Regions from separate parts of the Mus musculus genome. Here region 2 is linked to region 1. Evidence: chromatin contacts called from public Hi-C data. All regions are on one chromosome and are shown on one strand. Each heading gives the region's core, a stretch centred on a gene start, on an enhancer-like site or on the middle of the called end of the contact. The rest is flanking DNA. Distances are from core to core; before and after follow the strand shown. Region 1 holds the start of Luc7l2 (LUC7-like 2 (S. cerevisiae)). Region 2 has its middle 28 kb from the start of Clec2l.

Region 1 (7,507 bases), core at 3,156-5,655:
CAGTAAAGGGAACATATAAATTTAATGTTACTGAGTACAAGTTCTTATGGTTTACCAGTTTTGTTTTGTTTTTTTAAAAAGATTTATTTATTTTATTATATGTGAGTACACTGTAGCTGCCTTCAGACACTCCAGAAGAGGGAGTCAGATCTTGTTACGGATGGTTGTGAGCCATCATGTGATTGCTGGGATTTGAACTCATGACCTTCAGAAGAACAGTCGGTGCTCTTAACCACTGAGCCATCTCACCAGCCCCTACCAGTTTTTAATAACCCACATGAAGGTTAAAATGCCTTAAGTATCTTAAAATTCAACTTTCCTCCTACAAGGAAAAGAATTTTAACATTTAATATTTCTAGTTCTAATCCCATTGAAGCTCATTGATTGAACTAGTTTAGCATTTCAGGTAAATAAATAATTTTTAAATTTTGTAGAGTGAATAGTTCATAGAAGAAATTCTATTTATACTGATATTTTCCATATTATAAATTTACACTCACCAAGAAATAAGTGTAGAAATATATACAACCAAAAGTATAATTTCACCTGAGGAAAAAATTAAACAGAACACTTCACAAATTTGCACGTCCTCTTTGTGCAGAGCCCTACTTGGCTTAATTCTTTTAGCTTTGGTTTGGCTCTATGTATTCCTTCCACAGACTTCAAATATCAATGCCTATTTATTTTCATTAGAACTCAGGGAGGGTATTTCTACTGAGCAGTGGTGGGGCAAACTTCAATCCCAGCACTCGAGAAAGGCAGAGGCAAGTGGCTCTCCAAGTTCTAGGCCAGATGGGTCTACAGAGGGAGTTTCAGGAAAGCCAGGGCCACACAGAGAAATCCTATCTCAAAACAAAACAATTGGAAAAAAGAGTAAGTCTTAAATATAGTAGTGTCTTATGACCTTATAACTCTTGGTTAAAGGGCAAAAGCAACTGTAGATAGTATGAGAATGAGTGATCCTGGCAATATTCCAGTGAGATTTGATTAAAAACAGACAGTGCTGCTGAGCTGTAATCTCAGCACTTGAGAAGAGGCAAGATGACCAATTCAAGGTTATCTTCAGCTACATAGCAACTTTAAGGCCAGCCTGAATTATGTGACACATTGTTTTACAAAAGCCCAAAACATGGTATTGAATGCCTTTAATCCTAGTACCCGGGAGGCAAAGGCAGGTAAATCTATATGAGTTTGAGGTGAGGGAAGCCTGGTCTATATAGTGAGTTCCAGTCCAGCCAGGATTACATACTGAGATCCTATTTCAAACTAACCAGCCAATCAACAAAGCCAAAAGAGTAACACTGTCCACCCCAAACTAATCAAAACAGTAGTGTGGATTCAGTTTTTGGGCTGCATTTTCCTGAACCCTATTCAAAGAAAATCTCAAACAAAAATGTTTCAAATGGGAGGTAGAGGTATCAAAATAAAAAGGAAAGTGAATATATGAACCCTGATTCTATGAAACTTGCTTTGAAATAGAACATCAGGAGTTGGATGCAGCTCAGTGATAGAAGGCATGTTTAGTATGCTCAAATCCCTGGATTTGGGGTAGGAAAATGGCTCAACAGGTAAAAACCCTTGCCACCACGGCCAAGCCTGACAACCTTAAATTTGTTCCTGGGATTAACATGGTAGTAGAGAATCAGCTCTGAAAGTTGTGCTACACTCCCACTGTTGCACAAAAATAAATGTTTCTGTTTTCCAGTTGGACTAAACCCTACAAATCAAAAGGCCTGGTCACAACACAAAGGGAGGGAATTTCTGCTCTAAAGCATTGAATTATTATTTTGCTGTTAACTTTCTTGGTGTTGAGAGTTTGAATTACAAATAAAAACATTTGGTAAGAAGCAGATGCTTAGCCGGGTGTGGTGGCGCACGCCTTTAATCCCAGCACTCGGAAGACAGAGGCAGGCAGATCTCTGAGTTCGAGGCCAGCCTGGTCTACAGAGTGGGCTCCAGGACAGCCAGGGCTACACAGAGAAACCCTGTCTCGAACCCCCCACCCCCAAAAAAGCAGCAGATGCTTATCTTCTACAGTTATGTGACGGGGAAAGAAAGCAATGCAATTTTTGAACTATATTCAAGTTAATTAGGCTAATGTGTTTTGTAAGGTTTGTTTTGTTTCCCTTCTCTTCCTTCTGAGTATTGGGGATTGGAACCAGGACCTTACCAGCACTAAAGAAGTGATCTACCACTAACCTATATCCTTTTCCTTTTGTTTCCATTCTGAAACAATCTCTGAGTTTCAGGCCAGCTTGGTCTACAGTCAGTTCCAATCCAGTCACAGTTACACGGTGAGAACCTGTCTCAAACAAACAAAATCCACAAACACTTCAACCTAATTACTCAGCATTTTTGTGTACTTTTCTAAGAATGTGTTTCTCATGATAATACTGCATACAGGGTAATAGCGAATCTCTTTAGAACATAGTTTGCAGTTTTCTATTTATATCAATTTCCTTTTTTAAAAAAACATTTTTATGTATTTGATTGTTTTATCTCAATGTATGTGTATATATGTGCTTGGTGTCTTAAAGAAAATATCAATTCTGACATTGGAGTTCGAGGGTTGTGAGCAGTCGAAAGGGTGATGGGATCCAAAGACTTTTAACTTCTAAGACTCTCCAGCTCCCATTGTACAACAATTTTCAAAGGATCTCTGCAAGTAGTTGTTTGGAATTGTTTAGAATTTAGTTTTTGAACCAGACATTGTGGCACATGCCTAAATCTAGAGTAGCTGAGGTAGGATGACAAGTTTCCGGGCAGTTAGAGCTACACAGTTTAAGGAATAAATCATTTGGTCCTTTGTTAGTGTGAGCTGCAATTAGCTAAAGCTGGTTATGGAATCACGGATAAATAGGAGACACTAGGCCCTATGATCCCTACTTGGCAGCTGGCTGCTTGTTTAGGCCCTTGCTATTGATCCTAGGGTTGAAATGTAGCAGGCAGTCGTCTATACAGCTGGGCTCACAAATGGAAGAGGAGCAGGTGCCCACCTTGGGCTTCAAGCACTTCACTGGGTAATATTTGTGTCTTGAACCAGAAGGCTGAGGAATTTGGAGAGAGGGTAATGTTAAAAATTGGGAAGAAGCTGGGTGTGGTGGCGCACGCCTTTAATCCCAGCACTTGGGAGGCAGAGGCAGGTGGATTTCTGAGTTCGAGGCCAGCCTGGTCTACAGAGTGAGTTCCAGGCTACACAGAGAAACCCTGTCTCGAAAAAACCAAAAGTTGGGAAGAAAAAGTGGAGAGAGACGACATGTAATTAAAAAAACAAACAAAAACCCAAACAACAACTAAACAGTTTTATGCTAAGTTGGCAGCTCAGTTTGTCTTTTGTGTCAGGGTGATGCCTAACTTCTGCAGAGGTGAAAAATGTCTCCATTCCTAACCTATGCTGAGTCTCCGGTATTCTCACTTTTTAAGGCTATTTTTCTCATAACATTGACACCCTGTCTCAAAAACAGTACTCTGAATAATTGTGTTTTTTTTTTTTTTTGGCAAGTTGCTGACTAGATAACGTAATTTGCATCGGCTCAGTGCCTAGTTAAACCTTGGAATTGTGATGATTCTTTCATATGATTTTAATATGAAGCTGGCGCTAGTTTGAAGTTTTAGTTCCTCAATGCATGGGCAATTATAATGAAACGGCAAAAAATATCCATAATTTCCCAGTTATTATCTAAAGTTGCGACGTTTCAGCTTAAAAGACTCGCCAGTTTTTTTTTCCTTTTCGAAAACCGGTAAGCAGCCGTGGCCTAAGTATTTCCCGTTGGCTCACTCTGGCCTCAGCCCCACCAGCCTTGAGATTAAGAAATCAACTACGGTTGGAAGGTCGCAGTCAGCAGGGCGTGGGAGTGCAGGGCGACAGTCAGCCAAGAACCCCACGGAAACGCTGCTCTGCATTATGGCCTGTCCCAAGCTCTCACTTTGCCCAGCTCCGAATTCAGACTAGCAGCTTCCAGCTGTCCTAAACGTAGCAGAAGGGGTCGGGAGGCCTGATTTCCACTGTGTTGATTTCGCGGTTTGTTTGCTTTTTCTTTTTCCTGAACCTGACATGTCCCGAACTCGGGCACTGATGAGGGGCAGTGGCCTGAGGATAAGGTTAGGTGTCCTCCGCTCGGGCTCGGGGCTCCCACGGGCTTGCGATTCCGCCAGCATCCGTCGGGAAAGCACTAACCCTGAGAACTTCTGTCGCACTACTTACTGCGACTCGCTCTAAGCTCGGCACTGGCTAATTTGCGGCTGGACGCCAGGGCGGCAAACAGCAAAGGCCTAAGTGACCTGCTGCTTAGACGCCCGGGGCCGAAGAGGCTTCGGAGTAGGCTAAAAAAAAAAAAAAAAAAAAAAAAAAAAAGAGCATCATTCTCGCGAGACTCAGCCTCCGAGAGGGGCGGGGTGAGCAGACGTGAACGCGCTCGGGAGCCGTTAGGGTGGGACCCTTCGTAGGAGGGGCAGGGCGGAGCGCAGCGACGTGGATGGCGATTGGCCGAACCCCCACGGGAAACGACTAGGCGCGAGCTGCGTGCGCGCTCCCGTCGCGGCGGCTGCGAGCCGCGTCAGAGCTCGCTTGCTGGGGGGGGGGGTTGACGGCTTCTGGCGGGTGTTGGTGTCGGGAGGAGGCGAGAGTCGGCTTAGCCTGTGTCGCGTCTGTCTCAGGAACCGGACGGAGAGTGAGGGCACCAGGGCTCACTCTCTAGGGGGGCTGCCATTTTCCGCGTTCACGCCGTCGTGAGGAGCGCAGCCCGGACTCTCCACGACCCCTCCGACTCCCTACTCGCGGGCCTCGAGGCCGCGGCGGCCACCGAGACAGCGCCGCACCTCCCCCACCCCTTCCCCTCGTCCCCCGCCCGCCAGGGCCCGGCCGGTGCCCCACCCCCGCCTGCCTGCCCGCCCGACCGCCCGCCCGCTACGCCGCCGCCATGTCGGCGCAGGCCCAGATGCGCGCTATGCTGGACCAGTTAATGGGCACCTCTCGGGACGGTAAGTCGCTGCCAGAGCCCTGGGGGTGGGGGAGGGGCCGTGCCTGGGGAGGGGGAGGCCTCCGAGGGAGCACTTGGGCGCGCGCGTGCGGCCGAGTAAGGGGTTCCCAGATTGGTAGCGCGAGGTCCCCCCCGTCTCTCTTCCAGTCCAATCAGGGCTTGGCAGGCGGTCTTGGGGGCGGTGACCGTGCGGATTGGCGGGAACTGCTGCCAATGCGGCGAGGCGGGGCCTGGGAGCAGAAAGGGGAGTTTGTGCCTTTTGCTGTTGACTTGGCGGGGTTGGGAGAGCCCAAGTCTGTCTTGGAGTAGTGGGGCGGTCAGTTTGACTATTGATCAGGGACCGGCGGGGCGCTCAGGTCTCCACCCCCAGCTCCAGCTCCTTTCCTCTGGGCTTTCGGATCACCCCTCGCCGCCGTCCTCTAGAGTGTGGAGAGAAACATCCCCTCCCTCCCTGGTCTTAACGAAACCACTACTAACCCCCAGTTCCAGGGACGCTTCGTCGAGCCCTTACAGAATCAACTTTTTTTTTTCGTGTGTGTGGAAAATCTGACCCAAACCATGGTTTCTTAAAGTGGGTGTGTTTGGCCCCATTTTGTAGAAGTGTTTAGGCCTATTTTTTTTTCCCACCGAGAGACCTCCATTTTGTTAGACCACGTATTAGAGACTTCAGTAAATATTGGCAAATTTTACCTGTGCTGAAAACAGAATCATTTTGGATATTTGATGCCCACTGAATTAGAATTGAAGGAAAGGGCTTTTAAAAATACAGTTAGATTAGAATCCTTAGAAAGAGTTATTTACGTGTTTGTTTCTAAAAATGATGAAATGTTGCTTTTGGGGGATAATTAACAATGTACTTTCAAATTAAAGTTCAGCACTTTCTTAAAAAAAAAAAAAAACAAGTCCAAATCCTGACTTGTAAAAACTCGTTTAGGCAAGTTTTTTAGCGATTTAAATGCTTTTTTTTTTTTTTTTTTTTTTTTTTTGGACAAGTTTGGCTTACAAGAAAAGACGTACATAAATTTAGCTTAATTGTAAATCCTGTTGAATTTTCTTGAGTTCTTTGCGGAAAATATGGGAGAAGATAGAACCTATTTCAAATCTTTTTTAGCAATACTTAATACAGCTTTCAGTGTAAGGTTAAGTCCTAATAAAAACCCACTGGAAATTTTTCTTAAAGATAGATACAGGTGGATAACAGATTTATTGTATAGAGAGGAGGGAAAAAATGGAAAGAAAATAAGATTTATTTGTGAGTAGTAAGTAATCCCTTGAAAGTTAAGTAATTAAAAACACCACTGGAATAACCTAACCTTTCATGCTTGGGTAAGAATGTTTATAATTGCAGCATGTCTTAACTTTCTTCCTTCTCCATCATAAGTGAGGATATTTAGAAGGGGCTTCATACAGGAACTTAACAGTTCAATATTTGTAATAACATTTTAGAAATCTTAAAGGCTTACCTTATGTAATCTTTAAATATGAATTGATGCCATTATTGGTAACTTCTGCATAGATAGGATTTCCTTATGTATTTTACTGGGAGGTTAGTTGGATCAAGGTAACTATGACCTGACAATTTACTTTTCTTTTTTTTTTCCCTGTGTAGTCCTGGCTGACCTGGAACTCACTCTGTAGACCAGGCTGGCCTGGAACTCAGAAATCCTCTTGCCTCTGCCTCCCAAGTGCTGGGATTAAAGGCATGCCCGGCTGACAATTTTCTGATAGCAGCCCCCCTCTAGTATTACAAAACTGAACTGTTAAATATGTAGTATATCTGTAAATTTCTCTTTGTAGTCCCAGAATGAAGCTGGATTCTTAAAGTTTAATTATTTTTTTACTTAAATTTATATTCCTGTGTCTGTCCCTGAATATTTTTTAATCCTTCAGACCTATTGAACTTAAAAATAAACACATATTTATGAGTAAACAATAGTATTTGGTTGAAGTGATTTGATTTTCAGTGCTGTATTGATTCAGAAGAAGCATCAATTTTGCCTTTGTAGAACGCTAAGGCAGGAGAATTTCAGTGAGTTCAAGGCTACCCTAGGTTACATAGTTCCAGGCTAGCCTGAGTTAAGGCAAGACCCTGCCTCAAGCAAAAACATTAGAAAAGAACTACTTTTATGGAAAAGTGGGAAAAAAAGGAGTGAATGTTAGTCAGGTGTAGTGCAGTGAGATCCCATAGCTCAAGAAAACAAAAAGAAAGCTTTTTTAAGGTACCGTATTAGTTCTTTCATATATTTGACATAACATAGTACATTTCCTTGTTATTTAATGAAATTTTAATTGAGGACCTTGAAATAAAATCAGAATTACCTTTTTTTGTGTACCATAAACAAAATTAGACAAGGATAAGGGACATAGGTACATCACTGAGAAGCACCATGTCATTTGGACCACATAATGGAAAACCTCGTGTTATACACATGGGACAGCTTACCAAAAATACTGTGTGTTTGGCTTTAAGAGGTGGAATTGGGAACCCAGAAAGTGGGGGAGAGATGGAAAAGGTAGGTAAGGGTGGG
Region 2 (7,507 bases), core at 2,212-4,711, 140 kb after region 1:
CTCAGGGAAGGAATGTGGGCACAGATCGGGTCACCGTGGCTTGAGAGGTAATGGGGATCCAGGAGACTTAGCACAGGATTGGCAGTGAAATGACCACAGGCCCACCTCTCTCCAGCATGCGGACTATGACTCCTTTCAGAGACAGAGAGCAGTTACTTGCAATGGCGCCCCCTAGTGAGGCTTGGCTAAGGAAGCGGCTGGACAAAGTTCAGTGATTCCAAACAGTTTAATGTAATTCCAAGACAGTGTGATCACATCGCTACACATATACAATATGCATATGTGAGTTTACAGATTCAATTAATAACTCGCTTCACCTCAGAGACCGAGAAAATGATCAAAAAGAAACTGAGTAACAAGCTATAACAGTTCACCACAACAGGACCCCGCCTCACCCTACAGTTAGTAATATTACAATTAAAATAACTATATTCTTCTATAATTTTTCTGTTAAAATCATCTCATAAATTTACAATGCTATTATTAGTTTCCAAGACTAATATAAATTCACTCCATTTTTCTACAACGAAAATGATGATTAATTTAGAAGCGCACGACGTCATGATGAAAACAAGCATTTTAGTAGCAACAACTTCATCAGTTAAGAATTAGTTTTCTTGAAAAACATTCTAAAGCCAAGTAAAATATCCATCCTTATAACATACCTATAATGAGACTAAGGAGCAGGTTACATAGAGGTCTACGACACACTGGTTTGTCCTTAAAAAAAAAAAACCAAATTAGACATTTATAAATAAAAAAAAGAGGGACACGTCACAGAGGAGAAAGAGGTACACGAGAAAATACTGTTGCACGCGATAATCCCCACACAGGTTAACATGGATTAACACTTTATTACAGAAACCACACAGTGAAGGAACACGACAGGCCAGGGCTTTCCAGAGGCTATCAAGACTGAGCTGAGATGACCTGGGGGAGAAAGATCTAGGTGAGATGACCTGGGGGAGGGAGCCTCATTCCTTGGCCTTGGGGATGGGTACTGCCAGGTCTCCTTCTCCATGTTCTTGTTTTGGGGAGTGTGTCTTTCTGTCCTGAGCATCCTGAAGCCACAGGCAGTCGAAAGCTAAGCATTGTGACAGATCTCTCTCGCCATCTTCATGGTACTACTTTTTGGAAATGTGATATAATCAGGCTGTAGCTCAAAACAGGTGGCCAGAGCAAAAAGGGATGAAAAATTCCAGTCCTTATGATCTCTGTCTCCTCACTCTCCTATGCCTTCATTGCTGGGGACCCACAGAGAGCAGCAGAGCCTTCGGGGCCCCCCAGCTTTGCAGAGGTGAGGCCAGGGCCGGGTCCTGGGGCCTTAGCTGCGCGTGAAGCACGGCGTGTCTTGCTCATTGGACACATCGAGGCTGGCTCCAACCTCTAGAGGGCTCCTTTTCCTTCTCATCCATAAAGCTATACTTTTCTATCAGAAATTTGGCTTGATATATATATACACAAACATATATATCAACATCTCTATCTATACAATGCTTCTACTACACTAGGAATCCTGCAGCCCCAACATATGCCTTTCTTGTCAACTTCATTTGGTTAAAATACACACTTAAAGGGGTGAAGGGTGCTTTGGGGGCTATAAATGATTGTGTCCTAGGTAACCCATGGAAGAAAGCCAGCGTTAAATGGGCAGTAACACAAGAGAGGGATGTGGAGGGCAGGAAGCCAACAGACTTGGAGGCAGTGTGAATAGGACTTCTGCTTTGAAGGGCACATGGTGTGTGTGTGTGTGTGTGTGTGTGTGTGTGTGTGTGTGTGTGTGTGTGTCAGAGTCATAGAAAGCTAGAGGATGGCACAGTTAAGTCACTTTCAACTTCCACGTCCTTCCTCATAACCTGAGCCAGAGTACTGACAGCGTGAGCAATCCATGGACCAACAGCCGGGCGGGCGGGCGGGCGGGCAGGCGGGCAGCGAGCAGGGGCATGGCTCCCAGAGCTGAGCTTTCTGGGAGTCCTGAGTGCCTGAGCATGGATCTGCGGTGGGGAGCCAGAGGTGGGGATGGGGCCAGGAGAGTCATTTGGAAATTGGTTGAGAGGGAACTAAAGAGAAGACAGCAGAGCCCTTTTTATTTTTATGCTACAGTGAATTTACTTTTCAAATAATAATGAAAAGCCCATTTCCATACCTCTCACTTTTAAAAACATGGGTTAGCTTCAAAGACAATGAGACAAAATTCATTTGGTTTATTAGTGCAAAGCAAATCACACACACACACACACACACACACACACACACACACACACACACACACACGCACACGCCTAGGATATGACTAAGAAGCGTGAGAACAACATTCTACAAGGACATTCAACATACACAAGAGCATGCTGTGAGCGCAAACCAAACATGGGCGGTGAGGAGTCACCACAGGTCGCCACGGGTCCTCCACAGTTCAGTGGTGGCACAAGAGAAAACCAAAACCAAACAAAACCCAGTTCACATTGTGAGTTCTAGACCAGCCAGGGATACATGGTAAGAACCTGTCGTAAAGACACAACATAACAAAATACCCCAGTAAAAACCCAACCCAAACCTTACAAAACTGTCAGGGAAATTGACATTTCCTGTCTTCTCTTGCTCATGTCTCTGAAGCCTGCTTCCATCCCTGCAAAGCCCTCTGTCTCCAGGACCATCCCGCACTGCCCACCCCTGCCCTTTGGCTCTGAAGCCATCTTCTGAACTGAGTTTCACATCTTAGCCAGGCAATGGGTGAATTAAAGTACACATTATTTTACATGGGGTTTGTTTTAAAGAAAAAAAAAAACTGACAAAACCAGCAACACGTGGAAAATCCAGCCAGTGAACATGGGCACAGGGGTATTGTTCTCCCTCTCAAAATGCTGACCAAGGTTCACTGCGGACCCAGGAGCAGCATCCAGACCTGCAGAGCTGCTGAGTGCCGGCATCACCTACTGCCAGGTGAGTGGCCCGGTCACAAAGGAAGCATTCATATCAAGACAGTGTTGGTGAGGCGGCGGGGATCAGTCTCACCGCCCCTCCAAGCTCTGGCGCACACGGCACCGGACTCTGCGGATGGCCCAGGTTCAGGACTCGCCCTTTCCCATTCCCTCTTGACTTCCTTTCACATTCTTTCAGGTTCACTGGAAAGCAACAATAAGGGAAACACATGCATCAGGCTGTGGCACAGCATGAGTGGAACATGCCTGCCTTGGGGAGACAGCTTCTAAAACAAGAGTCAGTCAATCGCTGTGGTTGAAGATGTCAGTTATAAACAATTTTCTTTTTAAAAAGTACCAGATTAAATGTAAACTATAAAATACTTTAACTATAAAATGTAGCCAGAAGTCTGTATGAGTATCTACAGTCAGTTGTGTCATTTACTTGATAGTGGAGAACTCAGAGGGCACGTTACCTAGAGAAACATGCTCTGTGCACTTGAACAGCATGCTGATTATGACACGCAGACATCATCATCTCTTCTTGGTTTCACTTCTGGTGTAATGATGAGAATTTTATTCTCAGAATTCACTTAGGCAACAGTGACCAGGGTATGCGTCAATCCTTACTTTCAGCCCACAGGGAACAATTCATTGTCTTTTAAATCACAAGATCAAGCTGGCTACATGATTTCAAAAAAGGCTAGACCAGGACGAATGCCCACATTTGAGGTAATTATTGCCATTAGGGTCACAGTTTGTGTAAGATAATGTAGCTAAAACCTTCTGAAGATTTTGTTAGGTGCTCTGCCTGAGTTCCAGAACACCTACTGACACCAGCCAGGACCTCAGATCTACACTGGCTGGGTTTGCTTCCAATGGATTTAAAGTTCTACAAGAATTGAGAACTTGTGTAAACCACCTAAGAATTTAGGCAAACAAGCCTGGAGCCAGTCAGTACAGACATTTTTACAAGAAAAGAGAAACAAGAAACCCACCCAAAACAGAGTTTGAAGAAGTTAAAGCCTAGCCCTAAAGCATTTCTAGATTTTTGTCATCTCTTAGGTGAAATGAAACTTCTAGCACAGCACTCTCAACCCCAGGGCCGCCATGGGCCCCACCGACGCCTCCTCCTCCTCCCGTTCTGCGGCTGCTCTGCCCATTTTTGCTGTTGTCCTTCTCTTTGAGAAGGGTGTTTCCTGCAAGAAAATTCAATTTTGTTCTCTTCCCAAAAGTCCTCTTGCCTTTACCCCCTCCCCTTTTTTGTTTTTGTTTGTTTGGGTTTTTCTTGTTTTTGTTTTTTTTTTGTTTGTTTTTTGTTTTGTCTGTTTCTTCATAGAAAACAGAAGTTCCTGGACACAGACCCACATGGTATTTACAGATTTGGCATGAACCTGGCTTCCGGTTCTGTGCAGAGCTGAAGAGCGGGCCTATTACAGAGATCAGAGCTGTCATGATATTTATCAAGTACAGTAAAAAATAGCATTTTGGAAAAAAATATATACTTTTAGTATTGCCTTCCTAAGATTAACTATAAGCAAGAAAAAAAATCATCTTTATGTATTTATTTAAAAGAAAGAACACCTTCCCTGCACTCTCATGGGAGCTGCAGCAGCCTGAGTGGCTAAAGCTAGTTGCTAGAAACAGGAATTCCAGGAATCCCGAGGAACTCCCCAGAGACTTTTCTTAACGTCAAACTCTGCCTCTTTCACCTGCATCCAATCCAGGAACCCTCTTTGCACATACCTGCTGAAGTCCACTGTCACACGGGGGCAGGCAGAGTGTGACATTCTGCAAAGGACTGTCCTTGTTATACAAGGGAGGCAGCTGAGGCTGGTGTGTGAGCTCAGCTCTAGAGCCAAGTAGACAGAATATCTGACTTCCCTTCTTATTAGCTAGGTGGCCTGGGCAGGCCCCGGGGTCTGCAAGCCAGGCGCCTCCTCTGCACAGGTCCTGCACGGCTGCTGTCCTAGGGCTCGTCAGCAATTCTTAGCACAGTGTTTGGCATACAGGGAGTGGGAACATCGGATTAAGAAAACCAGAACCTGGGGGCTCTGAGATGCATCGTGTTCCCCTTTCACACATGCCACTTCCTCAGAGGGCCAGCTTTTCTATCTGTCACATAGTGGGTGTTGACTTCTTCCCATGGATGGATCTCTGAGGGGACATGGAGAAAGGGCTTGGCATATTGTGTGTGGATACTCAACAAATGTCAGTGAGTCCTTCCATGAGGGACACTGCTCTTGTGCAGCAAGAGACAATTAGTATAATGCTCTCCTGGATGGGTCTGTGATGAGGGACACTCAAAGGATTGGGGCAGGGAGGGGTTCTAGCTTAGAAGTCAGGCAGCATGGAGGTTCTGTGACAGGGAACCTCCAGGACCTCTTTTCTGGCAGCTCTGAGCTTCTGGTTGGAGCTACTTCTCAGGAGCTACCCCAAAGACTCGGGAAACCTTTCCTCGGGCGGTTACTACAGTGAGCCATAGTGCCAAAGTTCATGAGGTTCCTTTTGCAATTAAGCCTTATCTTGCCATCTTTGGTTCTCTAGTGGCTTGACCGACTTGTCTGGGTCTGTTTGTGGAGACTAAGGCAAGTGGGCCGATACTGCCATTGCCAGCCCGTCCTACACATTCTCAGCCTGGGATACAGTGTGGGGTCATCAGAGAAGGTTGCTTGCTTGTTTTCTAGCTTCCCACAGTAGCATGAGATCAATTAATCACAAAGGAGTGCTAGAGGGATATCAGTTCCTTGGAGTAGCAACATTTAGGGCCACTACTCCACTCCTCTTTGAAGATGAGTGGTTTTGAAATAACTGCAATGAAAAAAAAAAAAGGCAGGATAGAAAGGTAAGGTAAATGGAAGGTCACTGAAGTCATATTGCCCAGAAAGGACCAGGGAATGCATCTGTCCATCTCCAGATGTCTTTGTGAGGGTTCTTTGGCTATAGGAAGGGACAGCTTTCCTTTCCTTTCCAATTTGGTAAGGACATCTCAGGCTTGCTTAATCTTTAGGCTTCTCCACTGAAAATTTGTAAAGCAAATAAGAGGGAAAAACATGAGTGAGGGGCAAAGCCTGTGAGACCCAGGATGGAGTGTGCTGTGATCCAGTAGCTGGTGGGGTGTGTGTGTGTGTGTGTGTGTGTGTGTGTGTGTGTGCAGTCTCAGGCTGGGCCATGAAAGGAGAGCTTGCCTTATGGAATTCTGTCTGCTAGCTGAGGGCACAGAGCAATCTTCTTTCTGTTTTCTGTCCTAGCAGCTACATGGCAGGCCAGCAAGAGCCACGCCCACAACCTACCCTCCCTTAGCCAGATGTTGAGAACCCGGGGGAGGGAGGGGCAGGTGGGGACCCAGCTACCATCATCATCATGAACCAGCAGCAATACTTCCCTAAGCCTCCTAGGCACCTCACTCTGGTTTCCAAGAACGTAAACTCCACTCACATCACCCAACCCACTCCTCCACCACACACTGTTCAAAATGAGTGTTTGCAACATCTGAGACGCAGTCCAGGGAGCTCCTGTCTGCTGGGCTAACCTCCCTTCCTGACCTGCTCTACGCTGGCTGCTCAGTTCCAGTTCTTAGACAAAGAGAACCAAGCCAGGCTGGCTTTTACAGCTGCAAACAACTTTGTTACGAGGAAGGGGAGAACGCAATACAGTCAGGGACACTGGCCACTCGCCCCCTTTTCCTCTGAATCACATCAAACATCCATTCACAGGGCTAACTGGCACTACCACAAGCCTTGCCTACTGGCCTGCTCCTCATCCACTTTCCCAAGACATCACCCGCCGCACGAACAGAGACATGGGTGCCAGGGCCCAGGAAGAACCAGCGAGCAGCAGCAGCCTGCTGACCTGAGGGTCCCAAGGTACCACAGACCGATTTCAGACCTGAGCTGATTTCATCATCCTCATGCCGAGCAGTTTATCTTCATTAAAGAAGGCCCAGAGGATGCACCAGGGACACATGGTCTAGTAAGGACTAAGTGGCCCTCCTTCCACTGAGAGGATAGTCCCAAGGGCAGCAGCCTTTCTTCCATCTTCTTTGTAAAGGGATGCAGTGCTGAGCACCTCAGTGGGAACTTAGTGAGGATGCTAACTAGCTGGGATTCTGTGTTACTCCTGATGCATCAGCTCTGAATATGGGACTTGAGATCAAGGGAGGGGTGGTTGTGGGATGAGGTTTGCAGAGTGGCTGCCTTCTGTTTGGGGAAGCTATTGCTCCAATCCTTTCTTCACTGGGGGTCTGGTTGTTTCTGCCTGGTAGTGGGGTAAACACACACACACATCACAGTGCAGGCAGGGCACAGCCACAGCTCAGAAGCAGGGTGGTCTAAAAGGTCCCATGTGCACTTCACTTGCCAGTGATTTAGAAGAGGTCCTTCCCATGAGACTGTCTCGTGTCCTGTTCCTTACCTGGCTCCCTACAATTGGGAGCTGGGAGGATTTGCCTGGGGAAGAGCAGACGAGGGAACTCTCTCACAGGAACACTGTGCCCATCACCCTCACTGTACCTAATGGCCTCCAGGTGGGACCACTGTCTCTGCATTGAGGGAGATAAGCCACACTCCAAGTTTGTTAATGGGAATAGT

Evidence for each region. A called contact is a pair of places that touch in the nucleus more often than the background predicts.
Region 2: a contact with region 1 is called in a Hi-C map of Th1 cells, with 2.6 times the contacts expected there. The contact joins the enhancer-like site here to the promoter of Luc7l2 in region 1. A contact is called at or near these places in 4 of 39 promoter capture datasets (the 3T3-L1 cell line, hippocampal neurons and stem cell-derived epiblast-like cells), 4 of 484 Hi-C or Micro-C datasets (the N1E-115 cell line, Th1 cells, brain and 1 more), 2 of 115 datasets of contacts at active chromatin or transcription factors (the HPC-7 cell line and effector CD8 T cells) and 2 of 9 other capture datasets (adipose tissue and liver).

The regions. Positions count from the first base shown.
Region 1 is chr6:38,546,929-38,554,435 of GRCm38.p6, forward strand. Luc7l2 (LUC7-like 2 (S. cerevisiae)) reads left to right here and starts at 4,406. Exons shown (of 10, transcript NM_138680.3): 1 at 4,406-4,980. The coding sequence starts at 4,920.
Region 2 is chr6:38,687,305-38,694,811 of GRCm38.p6, forward strand. It overlaps a transcript of Hipk2 not described here. Among named protein-coding and RNA genes, the nearest start is that of Clec2l, 28 kb to the left of the region's middle. Within about 2 kb of position 3,462, at least 18 of the 459 cell types and tissues checked have an H3K27ac peak or open chromatin away from gene starts, as enhancers often do. A contact at or near this core is called in Th1 cells, where this site is marked.